Linked DNA regions of Mus musculus: region 2 is linked to region 1. Evidence: chromatin contacts called from public Hi-C data. All regions are on one chromosome and are shown on one strand. The core of a region is the stretch at or near the end of the contact, and the rest is flanking DNA. Distances in the headings are between cores, read along the strand shown.

The links. Hi-C and Micro-C count contacts between places; a contact is called where the count stands out from the background.
Region 2: a contact with region 1 is called in a Hi-C map of the G1E-ER4 cell line, with 2.7 times the contacts expected there. The contact joins two enhancer-like sites. A contact is called at or near these places in 2 of 15 datasets of contacts at CTCF or cohesin (hippocampal excitatory neurons and pro-B cells), 46 of 484 Hi-C or Micro-C datasets (the C2C12 cell line, CD4 T cells, CD8 T cells and 29 more), 6 of 115 datasets of contacts at active chromatin or transcription factors (the HPC-7 cell line, embryonic stem cells, heart atrium and 3 more) and 2 of 9 other capture datasets (adipose tissue and liver).

Annotation. Positions count from the first base shown.
Region 1 is chr10:41,836,711-41,843,189 of GRCm38.p6, reverse strand. All of the region lies in intron 1 of Sesn1 (sestrin 1), which reads right to left. Among named protein-coding and RNA genes, the nearest start is that of Sesn1, 29 kb to the right of the region's middle. Within about 2 kb of position 2,924, at least 12 of the 459 cell types and tissues checked have an H3K27ac peak or open chromatin away from gene starts, as enhancers often do. A contact at or near this core is called in the G1E-ER4 cell line, where this site is marked.
Region 2 is chr10:41,906,274-41,912,182 of GRCm38.p6, reverse strand. It overlaps Sesn1 (sestrin 1), which reads right to left. Exons shown (of 10, transcript NM_001162908.1): 9 at 5,703-5,847; 10 at 3,747-4,911. The coding sequence ends at 4,825. It also overlaps a transcript of Armc2 not described here. Among named protein-coding and RNA genes, the nearest start is that of Gm33058, 50 kb to the left of the region's middle. Within about 2 kb of position 1,427, at least 38 of the 459 cell types and tissues checked have an H3K27ac peak or open chromatin away from gene starts, as enhancers often do. A contact at or near this core is called in the G1E-ER4 cell line, where this site is marked.

The DNA of each region.
Region 1 (6,479 bases), core at 1,675-4,174:
GCGGAGCTTAGGTCTATCATTTAAAGATACAACCAAATAGGCAGAATCATTTCCTGAGGAGCCCATTTTCTTTATCTCAGGTCCTGCAAATTTCTCCCTGGTATTATCAGGGAGGAGCAGCAGCTGAGCTATCCTATCTCCTTTACTAATAGAAAAAACGCCCTTAGGGCTTGAGCACAGGACCTGTATTTCAGGGGAATGTTGACAATCCATAACTCCAGGGTGGACTACTAAGCCCTGCAAGGTGAGTGAACCCCGGCCGAGAATAAGGCCCATGGTTCCCGGGGGCAAGGATGGTATAGGCTCCACTGGCACCGGCTGAATACTCATTTGAGGCATTAATAGGAAGTCGGAGGCGGCACGCAGGTCCACCCTTGTGGGTCTTCCTGGGTCGCCTCTCTGACTGCTTCCTGGGTCCTGACAAACCGGTTCCCATATCTTTGAGGGCCCTGGGACCGAGGGCCCGATGACCCGTTTTTTGGCACATCAGTTGATTGACTATCAGGTGGGGGAAGGACTCTGCCCTTTATATCCCTCACAGAGCGACACTGGTCAGCTCTATGATAACCCTTGCCACACTTAGAGCAAAGAGTGAGAGTCCCTCCCTGTTTATCTGGAGCTCTGCAATCTTTCTTAAAATGCCCAGGCTTTCCGCAATTAAAACATGTCCTCTGATTATTTCTGCCCATGGAGCGGTTTTGGGATTGAAGGATGGCAGCCGCTAAACCTGCATTGCTGAGAGGTCCCCCAAGCTCTCGACAGACCCTGAGCCAGTCTTGTAAGCCTTTGTTCTTTCTTGGGGCTATGGCCGCTCGGCACTCCTTTGTGGCTTGCTCATAGATTAGCTGTTCTATCAGAGGCGCAGCTTGCTCTGACTCTCCAAAAATACGCTCTGCTGCCTCTGTCATTCTGGCCACAAAATCTGAGAAGGATTCCTGAGGTCCCTGGATTATCTTTGTTAACTGCCCAGTGGTTTCACCTGCTCGAGAGAGCGCCTTCCAGGCCCTAATAGCCGTGGAAGAAATCTGGGCATAAGCTCCCCAATGGTAGTTTGTCTGATCAGCAGAATAAGCTCCCTGACCCGTTAACAAGTCAAAAGTCCAATCTCTCTGCTCTGGAGTCAAAGCAGCTGCGTTTGCTCGGGCCTGCGCTTGTGCAGCTTCATGCCAAAGAGCTCTCCATTCCATATATTTGCCCATACTAGGGAGAGCGGCTTTTACAACCGTTTGCCAGTCAGCAGGAGTTAGTGCCATGCCGGCGAGCCTGTCTAACTGCACCAAGGTAAAATTAGCATTGGTTCCGTATTTACGGACCGACTCGGCAATTTCTTTAATTTGTAAGTATTCTACCGGAGCGTGGACACGCCCACCCTCGGCTCCTTCAAAGACCGGAAATGCCTGTTGTATTTTCCTTTGTTCCTCTCTGGGAATGAATGAGTCTGCGCACTGCCTCTCTGCGCACTGCCTCTCTGCGCATCTCTCTGCGCATTGCTGACGCACTACGCAGGGCGGGGGCTCCGCATAGGGCGGACCTTGAAACCGACTGCCCTGAGGCCAATCAGCAAACTGGCCTTCGCCAGCCGCTTTTGGCTTCCTTAACTGATTAGCTAGCACTTTACCTGGCTGGTACCCTTTTTTCTCATAATGAGCTGCTTCTTCCTCCCAGTCTGTTTCCTCAGAGGAGAATTCTTCATCTGCTTCAGAGCTACTAAGAGCTGGCTCCCCGAGCCCATCCAGCGATGAGCACAGGCTCCTTTTCCTAGAGACCTCCGCTAATTGATCTTTCTTCTTTTCCCTTTTTCCTCTTTTTCTTCTAATCTCTCTCCAGGTATTCCTACCTAACCTTAACTTTTCCTCGGGTTCAAGACCCTTGGAAAGGCCTGTATACTTATTTTGTGTACCATATTTTCTCTTTGCTCCTACTCTCTCTCCCCGCTTTACTTCTGATAGCTTGTCCTGAATTTCATCTAGAATCCGCCCTGCCTTAACCACTTGATAACATGTGAAAAGGAACAAAAGGGCTTCTAACACTAGAAAAAATTCAAGGCCAAATATACCTTGCAAAGCCATTTTCCACTTTACTTCTGATAGACTGTCTTGAATTTCCTTAGAAAGTTCAAGATCAGACTTACCTCGTAAAGCTGTACTCACTGGTACTCTCGTTCCCCAGCTGAAAAGTTCTGAATTCATACAGTTGAATCCTTCTTAACAGTCTGCTTTACGGGAACCTTTATTACCGCGACCCGCAGTTCTGGTTCTGGAATGAGGGATCTTCCTTGCGCCAGTCCCGAGTTTTTTCTCGTCCCGGAATTCGGCACCAATTGTTATTAAACGCGTTCTCACGCCCGGCCAGGAAGAACACCACAGACCAGAATCTTCTGCGGCAAAACTTTATTGCTTACATCTTCAGGAGCAAGAGTGTAAGAAGCAAGAGAGAGAGAAAACGAAACCCCGTCCCTATTAAGGAGAATTTTCCTTCGCCTAGGACGTGTCACTCCCTGATTGGCTGCAGCCCATCGGCCGAGTTGACGTCACGAGGAAGGCAGAGCACATGGAGTGAAGAACCACCCTCGGCACATGCGCAGATTATTTGTTTACCACTTAGAACACAGCTGTCAGCGCCATCTTGTAACGGCGAATGTGGGCGCGGCTCCCAACAGACAATAACTTAACATTCTAGTCAATCTGAGGAACCTCTTATAGTTAAAAACTAAGTGTAAGAAAATTTAATTCTAACCTTGAGGCATTAAAAAAAAAAAAGTAGAATCTTTGAGGCCAGCTGGAATAAACTGGATGCTAATAAGAGTGCTTAATCACAGTCAAACAGGCAAAAAGAAAAAGAAAAAGGCTGTTTTATAGAAATATGATCGCTGCCAGCCCAATAATCACTGGTTTGCTTTTAATATTTATCCAGAGACATCTGTTCAGAACTAATGCAATATGGGTTGCTAAATATGGAACCGTTCTTTGGTTCTAAAATACAGTCTTTTCTACAATGGCCACACAAAATATTAAAAAAGGAAGGAAAAGGACCCAGAAAAGCAGATACAATCTTAACGCCAGTCTCCATCAGAGAAACCCACATGCCTTTCCTTTTACCTTAAAATGCTGTCAGTTTCATGTTTATTTTTATTGTGTGTGGAATGAAGATGAATTCAGATCTCATATTTTATGTATGTGTGTATGTGTATGGAGTGTATGTGCATACATCTGTGCAGGCCAGAGGTCAACCACAGGTTTCATCCTCAAGACGCCACCCAGCTGGTGACCAAGCCTTCACATGACACGTGTGCTGGGACACCAGACTACATCTGCTCTACAATGAACTAAAACCCAATCAGGAGGGCACACCTGTCTTAACCAGATCATCTGAGGTGGAAAGAGCCACCTTTAACTTGGGCCACTCCTGGTATAAAATGACTCCCAGGGAAGCTTGCTCACACTCACTGGCAAGTCCATCCTTCACTGGTATTACAGCCAGCTTCTTTAGGATTCCAGCATACATTCAAAAGCATGTCTAACATCCAGACTCGTGGACAGAGCAACTGCTGGAGTGTTGGACCTTCTACTTGTAGAGTCATTGCTGTACTAGCTGGACCATAACCTGTCAGCCACCTTAATAAATTCTCCCCCACCCCTCTCTCATTCATATTCATATTCATATTCTCTCTCTCTCTCTCTCTCTCTCTCTCTCTCTCTCTCTCTCTCTGTTTTGTGTGTGTGTGTATTCTATCAGTTCTGCTTTCCAAGAGGATCCCAATACAGCCTGGAGCTTACCGATTAGGCTAACTTTTTAGACAGTGAGGAGCCCTAGGGATCCCCCTTCTCTGTGCACACCACAATGCCCAGCCCTTTAATGGGCTCTATCTCCGGCTCTTGCATTTGGGAGGCAAGCACTTTACTGACTAAACCATCTCCCCAGCCCTGGTTCCATTCTCCCCTCTGCTGCCCCTACAAGCCTCATAAGGTTTTTCTGCCATGTGTACATTTCTTCCGCTCACAGGACTGCAGGCTTAGACCATAACAATGAAGCTCAACTCCGCCTTCAGAGGCAGAACAGCACAGTAAACTACAGCGGGGACTTCCCTTCAGCCTCTCCACTGCACTCTGACCTAATCTGGTCTACCAGTCACCCCTAAGTTCTCAGCCTGAAAGCACCGAAGGGAGCCCCAGTGAATGGGAATCTGTGTTTCTGCACAGAGACTGCAGGCTCCTAAGCCAGTGTTATAGGAAATGCTGAACTTAAGTTTACAAGGGGCCTCCTGTGTGTACATTCCTGATCTGTATGTGCCATCCTTCAAGCATCTCTTTATCAAACATTACCACTTCCAACTGGAGAAGGAAGAGAAACATGGCCTGCCTGACATGTTAAGCTTTTTTTCTTTTGAGAGGATATTGACTCTTTTTTGATGTTGTTGTTGTTCATTTATTTAGTACCAAAGAGTTTTATAATGATCCTAGAAAAATGTCACACAGAATTACACAGCAATGACAATGAAGTCATCTGTTTTAGAGAAAAAAAAAAGTCCCTAAAAGGCACTTAGCTGTATTGGTCAGAAAAAGTAGGCCATGGATGACTAAACTTAGTCCAGCATCTGCAGGCTGCCCAATGCCACTCTAACTATGGTTAGGTGACATTAGCACTGACTGTCCTATACAGCTACTAGTGAGTCTCATAAGATTTGTTACTAGAAGGCAGCAAAACTGCCCCCAAGTGGAAGGGTCAAGAGAATCTGAGCACATGGGTTGGAGAGGCCTGGAGTGCTGCTCAGAGAAGGCCAGCTAACAGAGAGCAGGGGGAGCTAGAGGCCACCCTCACTGAAAACAGGCCCGCTGTTATGGTACTGGGGTGAGCCACTGACCTTTGATGTTCACAGCTGAATGCTGTTGTTGCTGTGCATTTTACTGTGTGCACATGCATGTGCCTGTACCTTTAAGCCTTCACTGATACTTTGTAGCATGAGTCTGTGTTGTCATCTCTTGACTGTCTTCCCACTGGATCTACAAACTCCTCTCAGGAAATGTTGCCATTTGCAGACAAAGATATTGAAGTTTAAGCATTTGTGGGAGGTAGCTTTTTAAAGTATTTATCGTTTGCATGCGTTTGTGTGTATTTGTGTGTGTGTGTGTGTGTGTGTGTGTGTGTGTGTGAGTGTGTGTGTGCTGGGGTAACATGTGGAGACCCCAGGAGACTTTGGTAGGCAGGTATATCCAGGCACCATGGGTCGCAGGGACTGAATGGAGGCTCTCAGGCACGTTCAGCAAGTGCTTTTACCTGCAGCCCCATCGTCCAGATCCAGAAAACACCTTACACAGTTGACTTGTACTTAAGAATCCTTAAAAGCTAGTCCCATTTTCTTATTAGTATGTAATCACTGTACAAAAGAATGGGTTTTGTTGTATTTTCATGCATTTATATAGTATACTTCAATTATATTCACTCCATAGTTATGTTTTTAAAGAGGGGGAATCTTTTCTTTTTTTAAGAGGGGGAATCTTATGAAAACTTAAAATTAATTCCATCCTTTTATCTATTATGAATGTCAGTTCTGAAATAAGCAGGAGAAATAAAATCATGTTGTTTATAATTCTACATCTGAAGAATTAACTCATATATAAATATGAGTATGTACTATATATAAATATGTATAAATATGTACTATGGCTTATATATTATAGTCTGGATATAGTGTCCTGAACTGGAAACTTAAGGGTTCTTTGGAAAGTCAGTTGGATGGGTTTTGCTGGGACAAACACATGAAGGAATGTTTCATTAAAGTGGACAGAGGTGAAAGACTAAGGCAGACTCATGAACGAAGGTTTCATTGAAGCAGACACAGGAGAGGGATGTTCTGCTAAAGCAAGCACATGAAAGGACATGTGATGAAGGATTCTTTGCTAATGACACACATGTATTGGTCAGCCTTGCACTGCATAGTTGAGCTGCATTTGTCAGGACTCCATAGAGAGAAACCTCACAAAAAACCAAACCAAACCAAACCACCGTTCTGGAGTTCTGGTGGTGTGCTGCAGCTTCTAGCCGCTTCCTTGGCCTCAGGCTGGTTGGATGGATGCGTGTGCTGAGGGGAAACCTGTGCTGAGGTAAGAGCCCTGCTGAAGCGAGGCACACGGAGGACACATGATGTTTGGAGGGTATAAATAGGACTCCACAGAGTGACAAAGACCTGTTCCTGACACCATGATATTCTGCCTTACCACAGGCCCACAGCAATGGAGCTAGCTGACTAGGGACCAAAACTTGTAAGTCCAAATAAGTCCTTCCAGCTTGGCATGGTGGTGCATGCCTCTAATCTCAGAACTCCAGATTCAGAGGCAAGTCAATCACTAAGCTGAGGAAAATGAAAAGGAAGCTGAGGGTCTGAAATGGTTTTGTTGGTTTGGTAGTTTGTTGTTGTGTTTTTAGTTAATTAATTTCTTATATGAGCACACAGTCTCTGTCTTCAGACACGCCAGAAGAAG
Region 2 (5,909 bases), core at 178-2,677, 70 kb before region 1:
GTGTATGTGCATGCACGCCTCTGTATGTGTGTATGTGTGTACATGCGTGCAGGCTCATGCATCCATCGAATGTCACAGCGATACTGTAGAGGGAAGAGGACATCATTGAGTCAGTTCTCTTCCTTTCTCTAAGGATAGAACTCAGGTCTTTAGGCATGGCAGGCAGCAAGAGCCTTTACCACTGAGCTATCTTGACAGCCCTCTAATTTCAACTATTTGACTTTTCTTTCTAGTTAATGTGGCTAAAGGTTTATCAATTGTGTCAATCCTTTAAAAAAAAAAAAAAAACTTTGATAATCCTTAATGCTGTTTCGTTTCCCTGGTTTCTTGTGATAGGATTGACTCTCCTGTTTTTTCCTCCCCGTTCTCTTTTCCTCCCCTTCTCTTTCCTCCCTGTCCATCCATGCTCCCTCAGCAATGCTCCTTTTAATGTAGCTTCAGTCTCCACTCTTTGGAGTGGAGCCAGTACATTTAGGCACTGCATTTTAAATTTTCTTTTGAAAAAGAGATGCTTGCAAATCCCCTGATTTCTCTTGACCCATTAACGCTGTTGTCGAAGTTGTATATCCTTGTGGGTTCCCCGAGTTCCTTGTGTTGATGATTTCTAACTTCGTGTCACTGTCATCAGCATACAGGTCAGGGGCTGTCTGCCTGTCAGTCCTGGGGAATGGCCCGTGTGCACACGAAAGAGAGTGGCTTCTGCTGCGGCGGATGGAAGCTCTGTGTGTCAGGGCCTCCTGTGCTGGTCAAGCCTTTTCTTTCCTCTCTGACCTTTGGTTTGGTGTCTGCTCACTGTTGAAAGTGGGCACCGATGTCAGGCGCTGATACTGTACGAGTACATGTCTGTTTCTTGTGTTTTCTGTATTTTAGAGCTCTGATAGCTGGCTGTGTATGTTTGTAACCATCAAGTCTTTCTGCTGAATTGACCGGCTGGGTTACATAGTGATATAACCAGTCTCATTTTCATGCTTGTGACAATTTTTGACTAACATCTACTTTGCCTGATGGTAGTATAACCATCTCTGTACTCTGGCTTCCATTTGTGTGGGATATTAATATGTGCTCCTTTATATATATATAGTCCCTTAAATGCAGCGTATAGATGCTTTTACAAAGCTATCCAGTTGGCCTGTGGATCCACAGTTATGCCTGCACATCCATTTATAGTTGACACACTTATGGACGGGAAAGGACTTGCTGCTCTTAACTAGCTTCTCCTTCTCTTGTTGCCCTTTAGCCCTCATTTTCTCTCGGCCTTCTTTGGGTTTCACTTTTTATTTCTGTTTTTGTGACATGCTTTTATTATCTGTTCATTCCCTTCTGTATTTATTCTAGCCATGTTTTCTTTGTGGTTACCATGGGAAGCGTAGAAAGCACTGTAATCGTGTAACAGTCTATTTTTAACTGGTAACAACTTTAACATACAAAAACTATGCCTTTATAGCCGCACTTATACCTCTATTTACATACTATTTACATACTGCATAGCCATTTACATAGCCATTTATATTCATGCCTGTCATTTTTGAACTCTATCAGAACTAATAGTGAGTATAAGTCCCAGAATTATACAAGCGACTCTGTCATAAACTTGTTCATGTTTACCTTTGCTGAACTTTGATTTCATGCAGCCCCACACTGGAGAGACCACTGCCTATACTATCCTTTTGCCTTCCAGATGAAGTTTCCTTTGTAGGGCAGGTCTAATGGTAATAAATCCCCATAGCTTTGGCTTATGTGGAAAAGTCATAACTCCCTTCACCTTTGGGAGCCCCTGACAGTTGCCTTCCTGATTAGCAGGTGATTTCTTTTGGTACTCCTAATGTACCATCTCTGTATGGTGTCCTGAACAGTTTCTGCTGGGAAGCTACAAGTCTTACACCCTTACAGGTTGAGTTTTCTTCCCTTGCTTGTAGGCTTCTGTCTTGAATGCTCAATACTTTGACTATACAACAGTGTCCGGGCTTCCTTACTGGCTCGGTGGCTTTATCGGATGTTCACTGAGCTTCTTTAATTACTGCATCTGTTTCCTTCTTCAGAATTTGAGTGTTTGTTAGCAAACGGGCATTTCCACTGGCCTGCTCTCAGGGACCTAGCAGCAGCTGCCACCACCGGGTATGCTGTGCCCAAAAGGGCCCCAGCCACCCCAGCTGCTTCTTCCCTTCACCTTCCCCCGACCCACCATCTCTCTTTCCTTCACCTTGTTTCTCTGTTTGTCTGCCTCTCTTTTCCTCATGTGCCCACTCCAAGACAGCCCTTGCTCTCGCTCAATAAACCTCTTGCACTAAGTCTGTAATTTATCAGAGACATCATCTGGCCCAGGCTTGACAAAGGTATCCCACCACTTGCCACCCTTTATCCGCCCAGTGTCTGGAGTGGAAGGACAAATGAGGGCTGTGAAATGGAGCACAGTGTAGAGTGACTGTCTAGTATGATTGAGGTCCTTGGTGCCACCAAGCCAAGCAAACAAGCATTTTTTGTCTCTGAATAGCTTCCCTGTCTCACATCTAAGACTTCTCACATGTGCGCTGGCCGCACGGTGTTGGAATACCCTTTCAGTCCTTCATTTTCCCTCGTTCTTTTGCTCCTGCCTGGCATGGAGTGGCCTGTTCTTCACATTCAGCAGTTTTCACATGTCTGATGAAGTGGGAATCTTTCACTGGTTTCCAGGTACTGTCTCATGTTTTCAGGTGTGTGCCCCAAGCTGGCCTCAGACTTGCTTAGGTATCCTAAGTCTGCATCAACCCCCACGTCTGGATTACAGGCAATGGCTACTAAGATTTTCATGAAATTTGTTTTTTTCCAGTTGCCTTGCAGTTTTCCTGCTGCTCCTCTGCGCCCTTTGCTGCCCCAGTATCTGCCTGCAGACGCCATACTTTGTGTTCTTCCAGTGCACTGGCTCTTACTGGTTTTCAGCAGCATCAGAATCATCTAAACAATGCCAGCAAGTACCACCAGTGTCCCGTCAAGGGAGACAAAAGCCAGTCTTGGCAGCAGAAGCTGGACTTTTTCCTTTCTGTCCTGAGCATGATCTGTGTGGTTTTCATTCATTCTGTGCTGTGCCGGGAAGGGGCTCTGCTGAGCCCTGTGTGCCTAATTAGGCTTCTCACAAAACACTTCTCTCTGCATTGCTGTTAACTTAGTGTCTTGCCGGGGGTTGTAGTGCATGTCTGGTGTCAGTGTGCAAGGGGCAGGCACCATGCACCGCTGCACCGCTAACGCATAGGAGCATCTGAGGATACTGTTTGTTTCCCACAAGGGGTCTACTGTGTCTACTGTGATTTGAGGGTGTCCTCCAGAAAGAAGTTCTAGAGCTGGGCTGTGGGACAGAGGACGTGCTTGGTCCTGGGAACAGCACTCAGTTATCGGCGACTACTTTTCACAGAGGAATGGGTTCATGATCACAAGAGCCTGGCTCTTGCTTGGTCCTGAGCGGGAGCAGCTTGTGGCTCTGACCAGACATGGCTTAGTCTCCCCAGCCCCCAGCATCATGAGCCAAGGTAACCCCTTTTCCCCTCGACAGGATATCTGGATCCAAGTACTGAGCTGTGGTGATGCACAACGGACTCTCACAGCCTTGAAGAAGGTGCCACCTGGTTTCCTACCCTGCTGCACTGCTTTTTAAACCAGCAGGTTTCAGAGTAGCTCTGCTGTTTATCATCTGCCACTCCTCTGACCCCAGTGTGGTTCAGAACTGAAACTCAGATTTGGCTACTAACTGTGAAGCTAAAGTATAACATGAAATTAATAAAGCAAACTGTGGAAATTACTCTTTATTGAAAAATACCAGTAATACTGACAGACTTCAAAATCAATTTACGGTTCCAGAATACAAAGTACTTAATACATTTTTTTCCAAACCTGTTTGTATCTCAAAGTTAGCATTTTTGTAAATCAAGATACAAATATGATAACTTCACTAAAATATTTTCCAGCTTTATTCTTTAAGGAGCTGTATAACCTTCAAAGTCAGGGTCCCGAGGTCAGCAGGGCATGGGGCAGAATGCACCTGGCACTCCCTGTGCAGCAGACTGCAACCACATTTTCCACATTGTTGGCACCGGAACCAAAAATCCCGCACAAGACAGCTGTCCTCCAGGCTCAGAGAATATTGGGAAACGCACATCAAAAGATAGCCTGTTTTCCTTATAATTAACACACTATCATTTTAAGATTGCTCTTTGGAGGAAATCTTTTAAGAATGTCATTGCAATATCATCCAATAACTGAATTTTAAAAACTATAATGAAAGAAATGAACTGTTACCGCCAACACGGTCTTGACTGAGCTGTGAGTAAAAATTCTATGCTTTTTTAGATGCAAGAAAATAATGCGCATGAGTTCAATTCAAAAGCACACAAGGTGTGGCGTGGGCTCAGGTGGTAGCAGCACTCAGCCAAATAGCCATGTGCTCATCCCCGCACAGCAGCACCGAGCGCCACTCAATTCCGCATGTGTGAACTTAGTAGCCACGTCCCAGTCTTTACGCACTCTGTCTTGTCACCTTGTCACATCAGAGCAATGGGATCTGGAGATTTACTAGTTGCTGTATTGAAACAAGTTCACAGCATCTCGTGCTGTCTGTCAAAAAGCAAACACTGTGGCCGGCAGCCTTTCTTCCCAGCTCTAACACCAAAGCTGCCGAGTGCTCACTGCTAGACAGGCAGTGAGATCCCACAGTAAAATAGCAGACACTAAAGGAATTGTGGCACATGGATTTTTGAATGCTTTTTATCTACTGTTGGTCCTGGGGCTCTTGGTTCCATCCCCTTGTACACTAAATGTGCTGTTCATTCCAGGGTCATCTTTAATGGAGGAGAGGCATCAGGTCATATACCGGGTAATGGCTCTCAGAGCATACAGGAGTTCTGCTTGCATCCTAGCTTCTATAAGAAGCAGATTAACATGGACCTGAGTATAAAATACAACAACACATAAGGACAGGTTAGAAACATCACTGTTTTCTGTGCATTCAATTAAAAACAAAGTCCCAAATGAGTGCAGTTACTTGTCCCTTAATGAGTTGATGGTTTCGGATTCTCCTTGGGTAACCCAGTCCCCGGGTGTCACACTAGTGCGCGTTAGTGTAGTCTAAGCCCTCAGAGCACAACATAAAGCAGATGGGTGGCTGCTCCAGGGTCTGGAATAGTGACAGATACTGTACTTGTTACTCAGCACAGATACAATCATTGTAAACATTCGTGATCCTCACTCGGCTCAGTCTATGGATGCAGAAACATGACTCTGAAAGGCTGACTGCATAGTCTATGTGCTACCAAAGAGCGTACATCTTTACTTGTTAGCACAATATCAGATTTCTTTTGGGATAAATGTCTTATTCTTCTTACATTTGACCACATGTCTTCCTGGATATTTGTCACAGTTCTAAAATCTAGGTACTGCTTTGTTAGGCTTCTAGGATTCCCTGCCAAACCATCAATTTCTAGAAAGATGCTTCCACCCATCCCTGCCTATGCAGTTTTTAAAAGTTCTTCCAAAATGGTAGTCTTGGGTGGAGACAGCTATGCCAGTATCTCTGAGGACAGACCAGCCCGGTCGTCTATCCTCGCTCTCCTCTCTCAAGGGTACCCGAGACAGCTGCTGTGGGACGGCATTTTTCAGGTCGTTGAGATCCTGAGTGGGTTTGAGGGAAGGAGACTAACAAGCCTGCGGATGACAATGGGCAGCCCACAAGCACGCACCTTCTCAGAGTGCTTGAACTGCCTCCAGAAGCTGTCATACATCCTTTTGGTAACCTTTTCAGGAGTGCACACGACGGTTTTGATGTAAACTTTAAAGCTACGATCCAGCAGCTGGTTAATTTCCCCATAGTCATAGTCGTCGTATCTGTTGAGAGACGCAGGGATGAGCTGCTGTCAATGCACAGCACACACATCTGTAAACGCACG